Linked DNA regions of Siniperca chuatsi: region 2 is linked to region 1. A link is a contact called in public Hi-C data. All regions are on one chromosome and are shown on one strand. Each heading gives the region's core, a stretch centred on a gene start, on an enhancer-like site or on the middle of the called end of the contact. The rest is flanking DNA. Distances are from core to core; before and after follow the strand shown. Region 1 holds the start of LOC122878709 (unconventional myosin-Ic-like). Region 2 overlaps LOC122878709 (unconventional myosin-Ic-like).

Region 1 (5,291 bases), core at 2,707-5,206:
GCCCTCAGATATTTCTCAAAGGCAGTAGAAAGGAAAGGAAAGGAGGTGTAATCTCCACAGTCTTAGTATGATAACAGATGTGATGATCTAGGCAGGAATGTAGGAAAACAAGTGCTTTTACAACCGTTCTGTGACATGAATCTACAGTAACTGTAGTGGAATGTTCTCTTTCCAAAGCCTAACTTGACTTCTAGTATTCAAATTCCTCATCATTAAGTTTGTTTTTTGGCATCAGGTATTCATCTCTGTATCTAGAAACTATAAAACAAACCGCATACATAAACATGAATGTTTGTAACTATAAATATCAATATACAGCTAAAGAAACTACTAGAATGTGTGTGTTCAGTTACGTTTGTATTCACAAGCTCTCAAAATGCACTTCTGTGGGATCCTGTTCACTACAAATGATCTGTGTTTGTGGTCACTGCATTCTTTCATTTCACTTTCATTCTACATTAAGCAACAATAATGTGTTTATCTTGGAAGTCAATCACTTTCAAACTATGTGTTCTTATTTTAGAATAGAACTGGGCAGAGCCGTGTCTGCTGCAAGGCTGTGGAGTGTGTGTGTGTGTGTGTGTGTGTGTGTGTGTGTGTGTGTCAAGGCCACAGGTTTCCTGTTGATGCCAGGCTGTCAGGAATGCCTCCAGCTGGGGTCAGAGGTCAAAGGATGTGTGACACTGTCACTTCCCCTCCCTCACCAGCAGCCAGCAATGCCCCTCCACACAAATCCTGTGCCACACTCACACTGAAAGACAAACGTTCATTCGTAGAATATGCAAGTTCATAGCATGTCTCTTTTTTTAAATACTGCGGCTCATTTAATACTTATTTTAACCAAGATACGTTTCAAGTGAAAGTCTGTTGCATAAAGTCAAGCAGGGTAGCAGGGGAAACCAGGGATTGGACCCAAACACAGACACAGAGGCAGAGCAGGTGCAGTTCAATGATTTAATCAAGAATTGAAGGCTTACAAGGGTTATCAGGCAGGCAGTAGTCAACACCAGTGAAGCAGTCCAACTAAGGCAAACAAGTCCCAAGGAACAGGCAACAAACAGAATCCCAAAAATCCAGACATGGTCCAAGGAAACAGAAGCTAAATCCAACAGAATACACAGGTAACAAGGCCGGGCCACTTGACAAAGAGATGAAGACGAACTGACACAGAATTTTTCAATGGAGCTGACTGCGACACAGTAAACTACAAAACGCAGTGAACTAATGTATATTTACAGCAGCTTTAAGATGTTTATATGTTAGCTAGTGTGCAAATCAGATGCTTTTACACCGAATAGTCAGACATTTAGCTGAGGTTTTGTCACTAAACACAAAATAAATCAGATGTATCACTGGAAAAATGGTGCTTTCATAGTCAAAAACAGCAGCGAGATTGTCAGCTTTGCAGCCCAGTGTTATGTTGAGCAACAAGGGGCAGACTTAGTGATTTTGGGGGCCTAGCCAGAGGCAAATGTGGAGCCTCCTCCCAAACCTCACTTTGACACATATAACCTTAAAGTTATATGTATGGAATCAAACCCAGTTTTATATACTATCTATGGCCAGTCTTTTTTCAGCAATAGCCATACAGTGTGTTTACATTCTGTAATTACCTTTATATAGTAGTTTCATTGTTAGTGGCGGAGTCCGCCCTTTCACGCTGTATTCAAATTGCCTAACTACAATCAAGGGATTCACAGGAAACAATGCATGTATGTAATCTAGTGTCACTGTTTGTAATTTTATCTGACTGACATCAGCGTCAATGTTTACTGTTCACTCTCCTCCAACCCTATTAAGAGGTGTATTAAGGTACTGCTAATCCAAACAGAACATTTGCTGCTGCTGCTTCACATTAAAAGTGTTCAACTGGACAAACATGGGGTGGCTTTTATTGTGAAGAAGCCACAGGAAACACAATGTATTTGTCACTGAGGTTAGCGCTAACCGCCATCGTTCACCAAAAATGTGTATACAAAAGACTACAGTAATTTTCTGCATTTTTTTGACAGCAGATCCTTTTTAATTTTTATATGGGAGGAAGGGAACAAAAAGGAGCAGCCACAGTGAGCTGTTAGAGGAAGAGCAGCAGGCGACAGGCTGCACGCCTTCCAACTCCTCAGCAAGGAAACCAACTCATACTGCTGTGTCCTGCTGATCACAGTTTGAATTATTGTTGACTGACTTTATTAAAGCAATGCCAATAAATGAGCTCACAGGAGTGGGACAAGGCAGGCCAGTCAGCCTGGGCTGACAGCAATACAGAATGTATGCTGACATTCTAACTTGTTTGCTCTTCAATGCTCTTACCAGTATTGGAAATCTAAAAACATGACAACTGAAAGCACCACACACACACACACACACACACACACACACACACACACACACACACACACACACACACACACACACGTGCACATTCTTACTACTCTCTATAGCAATGGTTTTCAGCTTTTTAGGTTTCTGACCCCATTAAATCAACGATTTAAGCTCCCTTAAAAAGGCACATTGCAGAGTGTGCACAAATAACTGGATGAGTCCCACAATGCTGACAGTGAGCAAAGAGGAATGCAGGGAGGGGTCTGGAGTCATCAGACAGGTCAGGAAGATCATCCAAACGAGGCATATTTATTGAGTGAAGCTGTTTATATTTTCCTGTCACAAAGACAGAAATGTACGGCCGCAGTGTCACATTTTCCCCTTCACCCTGGAAACCAGCCTTCTGTCAGTTTGGTGTGTGTTTGAATCAGTGTATGGGTTGAGTGTAAAGGCCCTAGCTGGTCTAGTCCTTGGGGATAGGAAGTGCACTGCTACGAGAGAACAAGTCCCTTATTTGTTTTTAGAAAGTGTGTGCATACGCGTGCCTCTTGCTTGTATATCCTAAGGGAAGCACAAGTGGGATCCGTCATGCACACACACTAACACACACATACGTCACAGACACACACACACACACAAATCTACTGGGCGGGTACTGGGAATGTCTGAGGCAGGATGCTGGGTCCAGAAGGAAACCCTGTTCTGACCAGCCCTGTGGTGTGTGTGTGTGGGTGTGTGTGGTGTGTGTGCCATGTTAAAAACTTGGACACAGTGCCATCAATGATCTAATAGGAGCTAAGGGCAAACAACAAGATGAAGCGGACCTGTGATTCCCATCCAGGGGTACTTGTACCTCAGGGGGTACTTCTGCAGTGTTGCCCATGGACATAAGACAAAAAAAATAGAAATTACAATTTGATTTAGAAATAAACATCTCCATATTGAGTCAGTTGTAACACCTGAGCACTACTTACAACTGAGATGTGTGAAAACTAGTTAACAAACATGCAGAGAAGTCTAAAAACAATGGATGGACAGTTCAAATAGCTAGCTAAAAGTAATGATAAACAGTTTAAAATATTAGCTTAAAGTAATAACCTTATATTGTTAAAACTGTCAGCTAAATGTAATGGATAAATGGTTGAAACGTCCAAATTCTGCCACTCCAAGTAGTACGAATGCAAACTTGGCTAAACCGACCTAAACATTGACAGTTCAATTCAATTGGCAAAAATATTGTAACAATATCCACTTTTATAGAATTAATAATGTTAAATAAAACATGACGGTGGTGTCTGTGAAGGAGTACTCGAGGAGCTCATGTGACAGGCCTGTGGGGGTACCTCAAAGAAGGTTGGGAACCACTGAACTGGACTACTCCCTTTATTAGTACTCTGGGATTAAAAAAAGGAAATCAACTCACCTTTACATACAGCATGGTATAATATTTTCATTCAAAACACAAATGTGTTTACCACTCCCTATGAGCACACACATTTTTATCTTGCGCACACACTCACAGTAAGACAAAAGACACATATCCTCTGCATGTGACATCCATCTCAGGCCCGGCTAAGCTCCATATCCTCCCCGTGATCCCTCAACTGGAGAGGCAACATCCTCTGGCTGCAGCGAGGGGAAGCTGGCCTCACTGTGACTCTTCGCTCTGCAACAGGTAACACCTCAACTCCAAATCTCTGCGCCAGTGCTTTTGGATCTTCGTGTCAGGAAGTAAAATTTCTCTGTCGGGTAAGAGCTCCCACTTGAAAGATAAAGCATTTCTCTTCATATGCATATAGGAGAGAGATTTATGACCTACTTGCATGTATTTCTGATGTGAGTAAAGGTCTCTGAGAGTGACGTTTTTGCTTTTCCGACATCTCTCGGGATAGTCTTCTAGGCACATTCTCTGTCATTCTAATGATTTGCCAAAGGACCTGAGGGGAGAGGTACAATCTACGTCCTCTGACACTCCTGTCAAAGTGTGAGAGGAACAGACAGCACCAAACGAGACGGAATCACTTTAAGAAAAGGGACGGGAAAAAACGAGAAAAGGGAACGATGATGGAATTGAGGATCCAGCTCATTCCAACAGGGGAGATCATCCTTCCTCCGGGGAAGAACGGGGAAAACTACTGCCACGACTGCAAGGTCAGTTCACACACTGTGGCCAGATCTGGAGTCAGATTTTTCCACTCATCCTTCATTCCGATGGGTTTTATGCAGCTCAGTGGTAGAAATTGATGCTGACACAGCTGAGGTTATAGGGTTCATCCCCCACAGGGATGAGGTTGAGAAACATTTACATATTTTAAGAACTGTAAATTGCTTCAGAGTATACTGTCTGTCATGTAAATTGCAGAGATAAATCAGAACAGCTGTGGTTAGTAAATAAGTTGAAATCCCGTTTGGCTCTGAGCAGTGCTCTCAGAATTATAATAAGCAGTACTCATAATTAATTATACATGGACAAATGGGCTGCTTCTGTGGACTGCTACTACAAAATAATGGTATAGTGTATGGTATAGTGGTAGAAAGGCTTTATTGACATGAATAGGATGGGATTTATGCAAAGTCACAATGTGACATAACTCGGTTTGTTACAGACATCAGGACTTAGTAACATACCGAGAATCCTGCTGACAAGCGTTACATAGAGCAGATAATGACCTTTTTAAAGAGTTGAAAGGACACAGTACATAAAATATCAATTTCACATTAAAGGTGTCTACCCTGGAACACTCTTTGGTGATGTACAGTGCATCCCAGGGTCTCAACAGGTGAGTTTCCTTAGTCTCACTGCACAAACACAGACATTTATGAAATCAGCTGTAAAAGTCAGGTTTAGTGTCCCACAAAATGAATTATAAGCAGAGATACTGATCTCTGCACCAACTGTAACCTCAGCGGACCAGAATCCAATGTAGCCACACCGGCTTTATATCAACAATGGATCAAATCACATGTAA
Region 2 (5,055 bases), core at 91-2,590, 51 kb after region 1:
TTTGTGCCAAGAATTTTGTCAAATCACTATTTCTAAGGTCAATAATTAGCCTCCAGCCTTAACATACACAGTGTTTATGTAACGCATGTTTATATATGGTATGAATTATGGTAATATTAGCCTTTAGTTATAGATCAGTCATCCACCACCAAATAATATGAATTTGTTGGAAAACCAATAACATGTTTATGACCCTGTGCCTTGTTGTTTTTCATTCAGCCATTGTGCTCGTTGTGTGTTGCAGCTTTGAGCAGTTCTGTATCAACTACTGTAACGAGAAGCTGCAGCAGCTCTTCATTGAGCTCACCCTCAAGTCAGAGCAGGAGGAGTACGAGGCTGAAGGCATCACGGTCAGACATCATTTTCTTCTCCCTCAGTGTCCCCCCTCTCACCCCCCAACCCTCCTGCCTCCATTGTTTATTCCAGATGTTAATGCACCTCAACTACGTTTACACTTGGAATTCTGTATATGGAATAATGTGGAAAGACCCACTTTCACTAGCTCTCTTCTTTTTCTTTTACTTGCTTCCTCCAGTCCTCTCAGTCTCTCTTCACCTTTATGTGGTTTTGACATTTTAAATTCACCATCCATTATCACCCCATCTCTCCTCCCTCAGCCAGGGTTTAAGCTTCACAAAGAGCTCCTAATGTGATCGTGGTTGCAGTTGTATTTTTCAATGTGAAATTGGTCATTTCATTTATCGCTGCTGTTTCACTGAGGCTTTGGCTTAAAGTGATTTATTGTGAGTGCACATATTTTTAGAAGATGCTGCCCCATTAGAAATTAAGCCTTTAACCCTGTTATTGTTATAGTGTATTTTATTTATTTACAGTTAAAATCTTAAATGATGCCTCTTAAGGAAATTACATGTCAAAAGAGGTCTGCTTTGAAAGATGATATCTAATTCTAGATCTCTCTCTTGCATTTTCTCCTCAGTTGCTCCCTTTTGTCTTCGCCCCATTTATATTCATTGTATTTATATTGCTTCTTTGGAACAAGGACCTCTTCTGTTCAGTCTAATCTAAATGCACTGGTCAGAGAGCAGATTGTGGGAGAAACTTGGACTCACCTCTCAAAGAGCCCATTATCATCTGACATCAGGGCCGTGGGCCGCACTCTCTGTCATCTCTGTGGAAATGATGCGGCTGTTAGTGCTAACGTAACCTAACGCTGCTGCCTCTGCAGCTCTGTGTTTATGTGTGTGTCCACATACAAGTGGGTGAGCAGCGTGTCTGTGTGCCAGGATTCCTGGGATTCTGCAGATGATTGACTTTAGGGTCATTAAATAGCTTAGAATAGTTGTATCAGTTTTAGACTGATAGACTCTGGCAAAACTTATGTCCCCGAAGTTTTTTAAGTTCAGACTGTGAGAAAAACAGCCTGCCGTGGCTCTTTTAAAACAATTTCATTATGTTCATTATGCCAGGCAAGGCCAATTAATGCCCATGATAGGGTTTATTTTCTCATGCTCTCTAACCGAAATAGTGCTTGTGCCTTTGCAGTGGGAGCCGGTGCAGTACTTCAACAACAAGATCATCTGTGACCTGGTGGAGGAGAAGTTCAAAGGCATCATCTCCATTCTGGTGAGGAGACACACTGCGCTCCGTCTCTGCTACAGAGGTGTCATAGCTCAAGAGGATTTGAAACTATTTTATTTCAAAAGAAAGCTCACTTATTCATTCTGGAAGTGGATTTCTACCAAAATATAAAATTCCCAAAGAACTTGTGGCAAGATACGATGTCATATTAAAGGAATAGTTCAACATTTTAGGAAATAATCCTGGAGTCTTGTCGTCCACGTGAAATCACTGCTCCAGGCCAAACAATAGTCCAGCACATAAACCCATAAAATCACTTGTCATTTTTACTTTGGTTTTTGTACAGATTAAACAAACAAGATATAACAATATTCATTAGTGAGCTTTCGAGGTGCTGGTAGGTGTATAAACTAAGCTAAGATAAGTCTCCTGGCTCCAGCTCCATATTTACCGTACAGACAGAGTGATATTGAACTTCTCATCTAACTCTCGGCAAGAAAGTGAATAAGTGTATCTCCCAAAATGTTGAACTATTCCTTTAATGCTCAGTCATTGAGAAGCAAAAACTGGTATCTATGTAATAAATAATGAATGAATCAATTCAATCATAGCACTGATAGCCATTCATGCAAACTCTTAATGTAAATGATATGGGGACATGGACTTGGGATTGTTTTTTGCTTTTGTAAGACAATGACTGATTGCTGCTCTTTTTGTCTTCAAAATCACAGGATGAGGAGTGTCTGAGACCTGGAGATGCCAGTGATTTCACCTTCCTAGAGAAGCTGGAGGACACTGTGGGAGGACACCAACACTTTGTCACGTTAGTTTGATTCCTATTTTTGTCTTCTATAACTACTGCAATGCCACAAATATACTCAAAGCAGTTTGGGGTTACACTATTTATAAGTTTGGCTGTTGACTGGCTTGTGGTACCAGACTGTGAACTATTGAATATGTGTCCAGTCCATTTAATGATCTATCCATGCTGTGTGTGTGTGTGTGTGTGTTTCCCTGCAGTCACAAGCTGGCTGATGCAAAGACCCGGAAGGTAATGAGCCGTGACGAATTCAGACTGCTGCACTACGCTGGAGAGGTCAACTACAATGTCAACGGTGTGTGTGCGTGTTTGTGCGTGTGTATGCTGCTGATGTTTGGTGTTGCAGTGAATTTGGCATGGGGGTCAGGCAACCAGATTTTATACCTTTGTCACAATGTGAAAGGAGTTAGTTCTCAAGTAAATGCCAGCATTCCAACAATGGCCAACACAAACGGATAAAGGCTGGTTGCTAACTAAGACCTGGTCAGAGTTACCTGAACTCTAATACGTCACATTCAGCATCATGTACTGTAAATTTCCAGCTCTGATTTGATCAACAACATAGTCATGGAATACTCACCAGTCTGCTGCTCTGGGTTTCAGACTACATTATTGTGTGGGGTTACAGGTTAAAATAAAAAAAGCCTCGTTCACGAGTAGCACATCCACTGTGTAGTATTTCCCCACTGAGTGGAAGCTGGTCCTGGATGCTTCTGTATCAGTTTAGAGTAGCGATAGCAGCTCTGTCCTGCTCTATTGAATTTGGGGACGTTTACACTCCAGCAACCCCAGCAAACACTTTGGTTAGTCCTCATACTAAAAGCCTTTTTTCTTGAAAAGTTAAAAATGAAACATGCTATTTGAAAAGCCGAACACAAAGCATAAATCTAATCTGTCTTGTTTGTATGTAAGCTAAGCAGCGAAACAGGGCTATGTTAGAATGAAAGAAGAGTCTTAGCTTACGTTTTTCCTTATCATATGTATAATATGAGGACTAACTAGCTCTCTGTTATACAAGAACAATGTTGTTTCTTTATTTCCATGTCTCTACATGCATCATCAAAAGCTGACTTTTTTTCTGGGAGATGTTAGCTTTAGCCTCATTCTTTTAGCACCATGTGTATGTAGCCATCAAGTGTAAATTCACCGATACTGTGGGGCCCTCAGTGGAAGTGATTAATCAAAATGTATCAAAAATCAAATTCTCAAATCTTCTCTCATTCAGGATTTTTGGACAAGAACAACGACCTGCTCTTCAGGAACTTGAAAGAGGTGAGACTGAGTTTAAAATCAACAGGAAGATGATGGATTGGGAGGATTAGAAGACAAAGCAGCAAACTGTACTTCACTCGGATAGTGTGATACATTTGTAGAAAGTTGTACAGTGTTTGTCCGATCCAGAGGTTAAAAATGTCCTTTGTGTCCTTTATGTTTGCAGGCTATGTGTATGTCAGAGAACAAGATCCTGACCCAGTGTTTTGACAGGGAGGAGCTGAGTGACAAGAAACGCCCAGAAACAGTGAGATACCTTGTTGTTTGTTTGTGTATGTGTGTGTATTCTACGGAGCCCCCTAAAGGTCACAGCGAGAACTGTTTTGAGGACTACTCTTGCGTTCCCTTGCGATACTTTTCTTCTTCCGTTCCCTCTGAGCCACATGTCCGTTTGGAATGGAAGCTAGTGTGGAGATTCTCAAGTTAGTGCTTTGTTAATGGACACCTCACCTTATATGATGTCCATGCAAAGAAGTTATCAGAACATTATCAAACCTCTGGGTAGGAGCTGTATGTATAAGGCAACAGGCCTTCTACCAAAACCTGTTTCAGCACTGAAGGTTCCTTTAATCAGTTTGATGCAAAGAACAGAGGAGCCTGTGCAGAAACACCAAAGCTTTCCAGGTTCCTGATGCGTCTCTGCAGGTGGTTCAGTGCTGTCTGCTCTTTCTGCGACAGAACCACAGACTCTGTTTGCAGCGTTTCAGTCGCCGTCTTGTTTGTTGCTTTTTGTGACTCATGCAAATTCAGCACATTAGCTTTATGAGGTAGATTCAGCTGCACATCTGTAACTCCTCCTCTGGAGACGTCTCCTCTTCCTCAGTGAAACCCTCTGGGGTCCAGTCCAGTACAGAGTCCAGCAACTGTTCACGAGTGAACCGGACAGCATCCTGCAGATCCCCGCACTGCTTTCTCCTGCAGAGACCTCTTGATCTATAGTCCCTCTTTGTGTCCTGAGGTTTCACCTACCTGTCTTCCACACTCTTATAAATCATACTCTCATACATCCCAACATACTTTCCCACAGCAAAACAAACAGTGGTGTGTTTTCTCTCCAGTGTTGAGTGGGCGGTCTGATTGGGATTCTCTGCAGCCTCCCACTCACTGAGGAATGCCCTGACACTTGTATGCCCTTCACACACACACACACACACACACACACACACACACACACACACAGACACTTGAACAGGGTACTGTCACAGGCTGGCAAGTTGGAGTCTCAGTCCTCCACACTGGGCCCAGTGTTCAGTCTCTACTGGACTGCCAGTCAAATCAGTCATCCCTCGGCTTGCCTAGCTCTTCTTAGGTCACCATCTCTGTCTGCGGGCTTCGGTTTACATACACATACTCTTCTCCTCTTCAGTTTCTACCTTCTGTTAAGTCTTTCCTTCAGTTACTGACCAGCTTCCTTTCCCTTCACC

Evidence for each region. Hi-C and Micro-C count contacts between places; a contact is called where the count stands out from the background.
Region 2: a contact with region 1 is called in a Hi-C map of liver, with 4 times the contacts expected there. The contact joins the enhancer-like site here to the promoter of LOC122878709 in region 1. A contact is called at or near these places in 3 of 3 Hi-C or Micro-C datasets (liver, skeletal muscle and an unstated tissue).

The regions. Positions count from the first base shown.
Region 1 is chrLG7:5,556,698-5,561,988 of ASM2008510v1, forward strand. It overlaps LOC122878709 (unconventional myosin-Ic-like), which reads left to right and starts at 3,957. Exons shown (of 33, transcript XM_044201880.1): 1 at 3,957-4,071; 2 at 4,215-4,473. The coding sequence starts at 4,384.
Region 2 is chrLG7:5,610,426-5,615,480 of ASM2008510v1, forward strand. It overlaps LOC122878709 (unconventional myosin-Ic-like), which reads left to right. Exons shown (of 33, transcript XM_044201880.1): 13 at 245-350; 14 at 1,504-1,584; 15 at 2,271-2,362; 16 at 2,560-2,654; 17 at 3,585-3,631; 18 at 3,798-3,878. Among protein-coding and RNA genes, the nearest start is that of LOC122878712, 15 kb to the right of the region's middle. Within about 2 kb of position 1,341, the one cell type or tissue checked has an H3K27ac peak away from gene starts, as active enhancers do. A contact at or near this core is called in liver, where this site is marked.